Linked DNA regions of Zea mays: region 2 is linked to region 1. The links are chromatin contacts, called in public Hi-C maps. All regions are on one chromosome and are shown on one strand. The core of a region is the stretch at or near the end of the contact, and the rest is flanking DNA. Distances in the headings are between cores, read along the strand shown. Region 1 holds the start of LOC103626258 (heterogeneous nuclear ribonucleoprotein Q). Region 2 holds the start of LOC103626260 (calmodulin-binding transcription activator 3).

Region 1 (5,454 bases), core at 1,728-4,227:
ATCTCTAAAGCATAAAGCTGATGATATAATGCTGAATTCTAAGGCATTCGACGAAGATAAAATGATGATTTCTAAAAGCATGAGATGAAGACCTTTGAGTAGATTATTTTCAGTAATCCACTCAAAACTCGGGGGCTACACCCATTGGGTGTACCTCCGGTGCACCCAATGAATCATTAATCCCAGAAAACAGAATGCTGATCTCTAAAGCATGAACTAATGATGAAATGCTGATTTCTAAAGCATAGGACAAAGATGAACCAACGACTTCTAAAAGGCAGGAAATGAAGACCTTTGAGTGGATTATTTTCAGTAATCCACTCAAAGCTCGGGGGCTATACCCAATGAATCTTCAACCCCCAAAAACGAAATGCTGATCTCTAAAGCATAAGCTGACCGATCAAAGCTCAGAAGCAACGACTTGACAAGGGTACTATCAAAGCATCCATGTTTTAAAATCAAAACTGCAAGCTGGACCTAGAATCTTTGGGCCGATTATTTCAAAATCAACTCAAAGATTGGGGGCTTGTGGGGGACAGATATCCCCCGGGTCCACTAGAAGACTAGAAGACCTCGCGAAAGGCATTGGGTCCATTATTTCGCAAGACCATCCCTTCGTGGCCTGGGGAGGAATGTCTGGCAGAGTGGATCGACGCAAGATTGGATCAACTCGAGCCCGGGCGGCCCAATGGATTTAAGCGTTATCCGCAGTAGTGATCCGACTCTCCCGCGCTGTGCCCTCAGACGTCGGAACTGAATAAGGATAAGTCGGCAGAATTATAGGAAGATAAGCTCAGTCAGTTCACTATTACTTAGGCGCACGTTGTTATCATATCCGCATGTAACGCTCCACGGTCGAGTATATAAGACCTAGGGGGCACCCCATCAAAGAACAACTCACCCATTAGCCGTCTACTCAGCTCTCTAGCATCCCTCGTACTAGAGAACTCTCCTGTAACCCACCACATAAAAGATCCACACCAGAAAGTAGGGTATTATGCCTCTCCAAGCGGTCCGAACCTGTATAAAATTGTCCACTGTCTCTCGTGCATCTAGCACGAACCATCGAGCTACAGTCGGTAACACCGTCCTACTCCAAAAAGCACCTCGAGGGGCAACCCCAGGTGCGCGGTCGGACCCAAAACACCGACATCTGTCTAGAGTAGCAAAGATAAGAGTAGTCAGAGTAGAACAACCAAAGGTGAGACAGGATCATGAAAAGTATAGAAAGAATCAGAGTAAAGGTAAGTAAGTAAGGGTTTTGTCCAGTTCTATATAGATTTCGTTTTACAGTCAACATTTCCTCTGATACCATTTCTGTCACACCCAAATTTAAGGGGTAAACCCAGGTACGTCTCATATGTGCGCCAAGGAAGAACAACACATATAATGACCAAGTGTATAGAGATAAATGTCACAAACTGAAAGTGTCTTACAAAAATAAATGATAACAAATAAGCGAACTAATATTATTTCCTTGGCGCCAACAAGCTGACTGGGAGATGACACCTAGACTTCATCAAACTCTTCATAGTAGTCCTCCTCCTGGGCTACCTGCTCTTTACCTGTGGGGGAGTTTATATATCGCAAGGGTGAGCTCACAAAAGTTTATAGCTCAACAAGTATGGGGAATAATGTGCAGAGCACACCAAAAATGGGGACTCATATGTAGTGTCAGGCTGATCAACAAATAATGGTTAAGGCAAAGCATTGCTTTTAATAAAGTTGGTCAAGTTTTATTAACAGTTACTAAGTATAAGTAAATACCAACTTAAATAATGAGAGATCATAATTAATAAATAAACTGCAATGTGATACAAATGACCGATTAAGTTTAATTTCATAAGTTACTCATGTGAGGGTCCGAGCCGCTCATGATCATGAGCACGACTGATATATCAGTTTTACACTCTCCAGAGGTTGCACATCTTTACCCACAAGTCATGTTACCCATCTGTCATGGGGTTGTATGGGCCCCATACACCTCTACCGAGGAGGCGAGGCAGGGTAACACTATGAGGCCTTTATAAAGTTCTACTAACTTCAGAAAACCTGCTACGGTTTCTGAGGATAGCAATATAGGAATCCCCCGTCTAAAAAGCCATCTCAGCAAGATCAACCCGAGAACCTCCCTATATGGACAACTCCCCTACCGCCCTTGCTCCTTTCGGGTAAGATAATACTCCACTAGTTTTCCTAATTGGTCAGCCAAGGGCGTCCCATACCACCCTTGTGGTAGCACTGTTTTCCCGGGTGGTCGCTCCATGTTCCAATTAACATAATGATCTTGTCATGAACAATAAATAACTTATTTGTAATAAAAGCATGATCTTGAATAATGTGTAGCTTAACATCCAAAACCACATAAAGCAATAACATATACTACCCAAAAGTTCAGTGGTAAACAAGGTATAAAGATGACTAAACTAGGGTGACCTATTGGGTCCCATCAAAATTAACCTAGACAGATCATAATGAATAACATAAACATTAGTGTTACCACTACATTTTCTCAACCAAACACCATCTTAGTGATGTTATTAATATCGCTTCAGGATTTATATCATATATTTCGAACAATAAATTCAGTTGCAATGGTTAGATTTACATAAATGAATTCTAATGTTTTCTCACTCTCTATATCAATTTAGTTCTAAAAGAATATGTAAGATATTAATGTCGATAATAATATTAATATATATGTTATTAGTTTTTATATAATCGTTATACATTAATATTTTATTAAATAATTTATTATCATCGTATACATGATCATTGTACTAGTTTTTTATCTAACAGTAAAATGCGGCTCCTAACGAAGGAAATTTTTTTATGCAGCCCGGCTGCAAAACAGATGTTTGCAGTCTCTCACAGAAAGGAGGATAGACCCCACCTACAGGTCTACTAGATAATGTTTTAGTTATGTTATTGTTAATACAAATAGAGCCTATCTTCCTCTTTGTGAGGGACTGCAAACATTCTTGTTTGTAGGCATTTTTTTTCATACGAAAGCAAGATCTCGATGGTTCCGATTTAAAAAAGAGAGGCATTCTAGTGAAGTCGAGAAGGCGCAATAACACGCTGCTCCGTCTCCATCTCCATCTCCAATTACCTATCCTCTCCGTCGAATCAGAAACCCTAACCTCACCGTACCACGGCCTACGAGCCGGAATGACCACATCAGCCGCCGACGATGGCAGCTCTTTGGCGCCTACCATCACCGAGGGAGAAACCACAGCCGACGCCGGTGCTGGGGCAGGTGTTGAGTGCGTCGAGGGCAAAGAGATGAAGGTTGGGGCCGCGGCTCCAGTTGAGGAGCCGGATAAGGAGGCGGCGCGGGAGGAGGATCCTGGTGATGATGATGACTATGAGGAGGAGGAGGAGGAGGAGGAGGAGGAGGAGGAGGAGGAGGAGGAGGAGGAGGAGGAGGTGGAGGAGGAGACGGAAACTGCGAATGGGAAAGAGGCTGAGTTGATGGAGCCATTGGCGGCGCTGAAGCCTGGGGAGGAGGTCAAACCTGAAAAGCTAGAGGGGGAGAAGGAAGAGCTGGATGAGGAGCCCGAGGCATCGGAAGAGGACCCCGAGGAGGTGGAAGAGTTGAAGGAGGAGGGCGACGGTATTGCGGAGGAAGGCTTGGTGGATGGGTCGGAGGCGAACGGTACGTAAATGCTAGTCGTTTTTGTTTGTTTAGTATGGTTTGAGTGATAGTTTTCAGGTTCTGAGTGCGGCATTCTTTTTGTTCATTTATGTTCCTTTAGTATGGGTTGTAGTGCTAGTTTTAGGTCCTGAGCCCGGTGGAGTGGTGTGAGAAAATAATATACACTATGATAAATTCAAAGAGTGCGTTTAGCCTTTGTTATAAGACTCTGCATATTGCTCTTATTTGGTTATGATTATTGAGTCTTTTGGATAACTGATGCTTAAATGACAGCATAATGATTTAACTTCTCCAAATTTTGTTGGTTGGACTGAGATAGAGTGCTGCCTAAAATCATGCCCCTTCAAAGTTTCTAAAGGCATTTGCCCTGCTCCAAGCAGGTTGCTCAGCCATCCAGCGACACCCTTAGGAGAATTTGCCATCCCATCCCGTCTTTGCACACACTCCACATAAAGCTAGCAATTGGACACCAAGAAATAACATGGCCTGCTGTATAAGGTTGCTCACAGAGTTTACACTTAATACTCCATGCCAATGTGCAATGCTTCTTAAACACTTTCTCTGCCTATTAAATTCTATCATAAATGACATTGCACAGAAAGGTCCTTACTTTTATGGGCAAATTTGGCTTCTACATTTTTACCATCCTTGTATTTATGGTTCCTGGAAAAAAACCAGTGCCTTGTAATCTGAGGATGTAGAAAACAATCCAGATTTTTCCAAAGCTCAGCTCATTATGTGTTCACCCTCACTCATTCCATTGTGTCCATTAACTCCCCAAATTCTTGGCACTCTAATTGTTCTGTTGCACCCAAAATTTTTCTAAAACATAAACTCGGACCACTCACCCAAGTTTTGCAATAGTTTTTTAATCCAATGCAAACCTCTGAAAAAATTGGGAACCATATCTGCTATTCCTTTTATAAAAATCTACATCACTCAGATACTTCTTCCTTCTTATATATATTGCTGGGTACTTCATATTATATTCTCCCACTTTATCATCGAAAATGACTACAACTCTTCTTCTGACACTCCAATACAAAAACTTTGTTTATAAATTATTTTTTTGCCCCAGATATATTCTCAAAGCATAACCGCAAGAACTTAGTGTCGATATTCTGGTCATCCAACTTCTGGAAGATCACAGTATCATCAGCATTCTGTAAATGATATAAGCCTCCCTATACCAAATCAGACTCACTAGAAAGTTTAAGCAGCAATGGAAATAAAAGGTCCTCTTCCTTCAATCAACCCGTTGTATGTCCTGAAATGCACTCCATGTGTGCCATTTGTGTTTATTCCCACAGTACCTCCAAACAATTTGCTTCATCCAGTCAACTAAAGTTTGGGAAAAATATGTAACACCTCTAACATAAAGATCCACCGTACTTTATCATAGGCCTTCTCAAAGTTCACTTCCAAGATTAATCTCTTATTTTTTCACTCTGAGGTCATGTAGAACTTCATATAAGAGAATAAACTCCTGCAAGATACACCCCCAGGTCTGAACGTAGTTTAATTTTCTGGTGATTAATTTATCCACCAAAGGAGTCAACCTCATTGTGTGAATTTTGGCAAACCACTTATAATCCACATTCAATAAGCAGATAGGTCTTCACTGTCTGATGGTATTGGCTTCAGTTAACTTAGGGATTGGAGTGATCAAACCATAGCTGACCTGCTTAGATTGAGTTCACCTCTATGCAATTTATCAAACATTTCCTTGTCAGGCCCCTTAACATGATTTCAAAGTATGTGAAAAGTTGGTGTGTTCGTTTTTGTTTTCGTCTCTG
Region 2 (4,771 bases), core at 2,111-4,610, 340 kb before region 1:
CGCGTCGGGGCACGAGCGGACGGTGGACGACGGCGGGCTGGGGACGACGACGCTCGGGGTACGAGGAGCTCGGGAGCTTGTGGTGGCACTCGGGCGGCGACGCTCGGGCGGGGCGGCCTCGGGTAGGGCGGCCTCAGGGGCAGGGCGGCCTCGGGCAGGGCGGCGGCGCTCGGGCGGTGGCGGCGCTCAGCCAGGGTGCCGCTCGGGCAGGGCAGCGGCTCGGGCGGGGGCGGGGGCGACCTCGACGGCGGCCTCGGGCAGGGCGACGCTCGGGCAGGGGCGGCGGTCGGGCAGGGAGGCGCTCGGGCAGGGGCGGCGGTCGGGCAGGGACGGCGGCGCTCGGGGCGGAAGTTTGACCGTTTGAGTGAACGGAGAAGGAATGGGCCCGCGCGTCTACGGCCTGGCTCTAAAAAGATTAATCCCCGTCGGCTAGAATACGGGGCCGATGGGAATTAACTAATTCCCGTCGGCCAGAACACAGGGCCGACAGAGATTAGTTAATCCCCATGGGCTTGGGACGGGGCCGACGGGAATTAATATAATGCCCGTCGGCTATTTGGTGGCCGACAGGAATTACCCTGACCGACGGGAATCAGTAGAATTCCTGTAGTGCGTCTTAGTAGTGTTTTGCTTCCTAGTATCTGTTTTACGATGTTGTGGTCTGACGGTCTGAGATCGCTACTGCTTCTGGTTGTCAGTGGACCATCTAGCCTTCATAGTTGGACTGTCTACGCCTGTCCCGGACTGTTCCGCCTTAGTGCCCGGACCGTGCGACGTACACAAGACATGTGACTATGATCAGGTGTCCGATCGTGCTTGCCCCCCGGCGCCTTCGGTCTTTCTTTTGTCTGAAGCCTTCCAAGCAACCACTCTACGTGACATATTTGGCGTGCGAAGATCCCCAATGATGATATTTTTATCTTTGCTTTTATCAGCCGCACATGGCCGAACTAACTTTTTTTACTCGTCGGCTCTAATGTGGCGACAGGGACATGTTGCCTGTCAAACTTCACCTCTTGAAATCTCAACCGACCTTCGTTTATAGACGATTGTATTTGCCGATGGAAGACAACATAATCGTTGGTGTTATGAAGAAAGGAGACATGCCATTTATAATACACACGCCCTTTTAATTCTTCAACCGGAGGAATTTTATGTGACAATTTAATATTACCATGCTTAAGTAACTCATCAAATATTTTATGATACTTAGTTTAGTAATATTAAATATGAACTTAGCTTTCCCCTTTAGTGTCAAGTGCGGGTGAGAGCAAGCAGAAGATTTGACCTTAGCAGGCCAAACAAACTCAGCGACGTGCAACCTTTTTGGCTCTTGGGGCTTAGGTGGCCGACTATCTTTATGTCGACCTTCTGTACTAGGCTAATCACAGGTGAATTATGGTTCTTCGGATGGTCCAACCTGTGTAGTCGGACCGTTTGCAAGCGAACCGGACGGTCTGGAACTATTCCCGGACGGTCAGGTACTATTCTTCGACGGTCCGGTACTAATCTCGGACTGTCTGGTCGTGCCGGGTAACGCCTGCGAACCTTGTGATGGGCTCTATGTGACTCTGGACTGTCCGGCGTAGGGTGCAAGACGGTCTGATGGAGGTGCGAACGATCCAAGATCGTGTGCAGACAGTCTGGGCATGCTCAGAGTTGACCCACCGTTTAGCGAAGATGGCGGTGATGGTCGTCTTGGATATGAGTCCACTGACATATCCAATTTGTTGCCGATATGTTTGGCGCAATTGTTTCGGTTCCCAATTTATGTGAAAAAATTGGGCATGTGAGTTTTTCCTAATGCATGCACCATCTTCTCTATATCCTCTTTGATACTTTTAATCCAATTATCAAAAGAAAATTTAATTGAATGAATATCATCGGCTGACTTGGTATCACATATCGTGGGGAGCTTCTGCGACACGACTGACATATAATCGACATTTATTTCTCTCTCCCGGATGACCTTCTGGTGGTAATCTACCCTAAAGTGCGAGAGGTACCACTTCTTTGCCACCTTGAGCACCTGATCTTGTTCTCGTTGGATGTCCTCGTCCATCTTCTTCATGTCATCTTGTAATTTCTTATGCTCAACGACTGAAAAATTAGTCAGCCTTGTGTTGATGTTTGGAGAAACACCGTTGATATCTTTAGAATCGGCCATATAAGCCTGATTTTGTAGATCTGCAACCTTCGTTCCTAGCGGAGTCGCCAAAAAGTGTGTTGGCACCGATCTGGCGCCAAACATTGGGAGATGAACCGTCTAGCGACGCCCTTTGCGGCGGCGCGGACGATCGACAACTCTAGGTTTTACGGGCCGCGACCTAGGCGCATGAGAGACTCCTTTCCTGCGTCGCACCAGACGGTCCGCTCTGGGCTGGACGATCCGCGATGGTGCATGGTCGTCTTCTTTCTCATGGGAATCTAGATCCCGTCTCTAGGGGAGAGATCTTAGTGTGCTTCGGGTCGACAGGTCACCCGGGCGTCCCTAGACGATGTAGAGTCGCATAGGAATTAAGAGATCAACTCGAGGAAGAGATCTCTTGGATTGATAACCAGATCTTGTCCTGGGAGAGGTAAGATCCTTAGATTGTCTTGGGGTCGGCAGACCACACAAGACAGATCTAGACAACGTAGAGTCGAATAGAGATGGAGCCGGATATGTGGAAAGCTACAACTAGACTATGCTACAATAGATTGCTAGGACAGGAACGATAAAGGGATGATAAATAAAGTAATTGGTTCGATTGAAATGTGTTTAGGGTTCTTAATCGACTGTACCCCTTTATATATATGGGAGGTCTAGACCCATTCTTATGCGATAGCTAATAAATACTACGTAATTAGATAGACAACCACCCACAAGATAAGGATAATCGTCCGAGTTAATCTGATCGTGAGGGCGCGAAACGTCCGAGCTCTAGAGTGGAACCGTCCACTACTTTTGGTGTTCAACAGAGTCATACACCATTGTACAACTAGCATGCCCATCCGCTAGGGTATGCTAAAGTCCATATGCAAGAGACATGACTTGCTATGGTGATTACTATAATTGCCTCAGCACGAGAGATACTACTGGATTGAGAAGTAACTGATCCGATGTTGCCTATATTGGTTCTATTTGTTTTAACTTTTTTACTGATTCTGGATTCTGATCACCAGAAGCTTATGTAGACTGACAAACGTCTAATTTTTTATGTAGCTTTTATAAGAATCGTTTAAGTGAAAATTGACTAAAATTAACGTGAACACATAATCTACCGAATCGTCACGACAGTAGGAATCCATCTAATTTGTAGATTTTAAACCCTATATACCCCTTTATGGTCATTCACACGTAATCCTTACATTCTCTTAACCATATTTTGGCCAGAAAAAAAGCTGTACCGCGACACGACCACCTGAGACAGGAGACCAGGATCAGGGAACGAAGATTCCTTAATCTCGCGGGCAAAACGGTCATCTCGCCATATCACTCCTCTAATCACTCACTACCCTTTCGCAGCTGCGCCTGCACCAGTCCCCCCTCCCCTTGCACTTCCAGGCCTCTCCAGTACCATTCGGGCGGCTAAGCTCTGAGCTAAACCCCGACGGAGTGAGCGAGGAAACGTTCTCCGTTTCACTTTCCCAACACCCAGAATCCTGCAGAAATCACCCTTTCCACCCCCACCCAGCGCTGCTCGGATCCCCGGGCGAGCACATCCTCCGGTCCTCGCTTGTCGGCCTCTCCTCCCCGGGGCCGGTCCAGCGGGTTGCATGGTGCGCGGCCGCTGGTTGTGAGCCCAATCGATGGCCTCGGCGGAGGCGCGCCGCCTCGCGGTCGTGCCGCAGCTAGGTGAGCCGTCCCGTCCGCCCGCCCGCTTCCCATCCCCCGTGATCCCGTGCGCTTTGTTTACTCCTGATTCCTGAGGTCGGGTGCTTCGATCTGATCTGAGTGATTCGGTCAACGCTCCGGTCGTGGTCAACCGGGCAGCCGGGAGATGCGGGTGTCTCCAAGGCGGAAGCATCTCTCCACGTCGCGGGCGCGGGTCTCCTCGGAACCTGTGGTGACTGGGGACTGTGGGTGTTTGGTACTTTGTGTTGGCGTCGGGACTTTGGGTGTTTCGTACTTTGTGTTGGTGCCGGCACGGAGGCGTCGGCAGGTCGGCCCTGCGGTCGCTGCGGAACAGGAGGGTCTTTGTGATGCCTTTCTCGTTCAGGGTTTGTGTGCTTCTCGTAGGGAATCACTGCAAGCAGTGGAGTATTTATCAAATTCTTGCAGATAGGTACGCCGAGATCGGAGACCATGGAAATTTTGGTATTATTCATGGGTTTGGTAGATTTGGTGCACTATGGGTCTATGGCCAGGAGTTAGGGAGTAGGAGGATCTTATTTAGGGCTGTAAACGGACGGAATTGGTCGGAACAAACCCTTTCTCGTTTTCATTTATACTTTTTAATTCGAAAACAGATTCAGGATCAGAATTGTCGGAAACGGGATTGGACACGGGATGTTTGGGATGACGAAAATAAACTAATCCGAACAGAAATGCATCGGTAACGGTCGAAAATTGGAAAGATAAAACTAAAACACCATCTATATCATACATAGTCTCATCAATGAACAACAAATATATGATAATAATATATTAATATAGGTAACATAAGTACATAGAGAAATATTACTAATAGGTCTATAAAAACAAGTAACAAGCCAATATCAATGTGTAATTAATTAAATATACACACATAATTACACAAGCACACTGGTAGTTCATAAAAGTCCACCA

The links. Hi-C and Micro-C count contacts between places; a contact is called where the count stands out from the background.
Region 2: a Hi-C map of leaf shows a contact between it and region 1, with 6 times the contacts expected there. The contact joins the promoter of LOC103626260 here to the promoter of LOC103626258 in region 1. A contact is called at or near these places in 3 of 25 Hi-C or Micro-C datasets (endosperm, leaf and tassel).

Annotation. Positions count from the first base shown.
Region 1 is chr5:39,364,169-39,369,622 of Zm-B73-REFERENCE-NAM-5.0, reverse strand. LOC103626258 (heterogeneous nuclear ribonucleoprotein Q) reads left to right here and starts at 2,977. Exons shown (of 12, transcript XM_008646653.3): 1 at 2,977-3,658. The coding sequence starts at 3,172.
Region 2 is chr5:39,703,724-39,708,494 of Zm-B73-REFERENCE-NAM-5.0, reverse strand. LOC103626260 (calmodulin-binding transcription activator 3) reads left to right here and starts at 3,360. Exons shown (of 13, transcript XM_008646655.4): 1 at 3,360-3,838. The coding sequence starts at 3,793.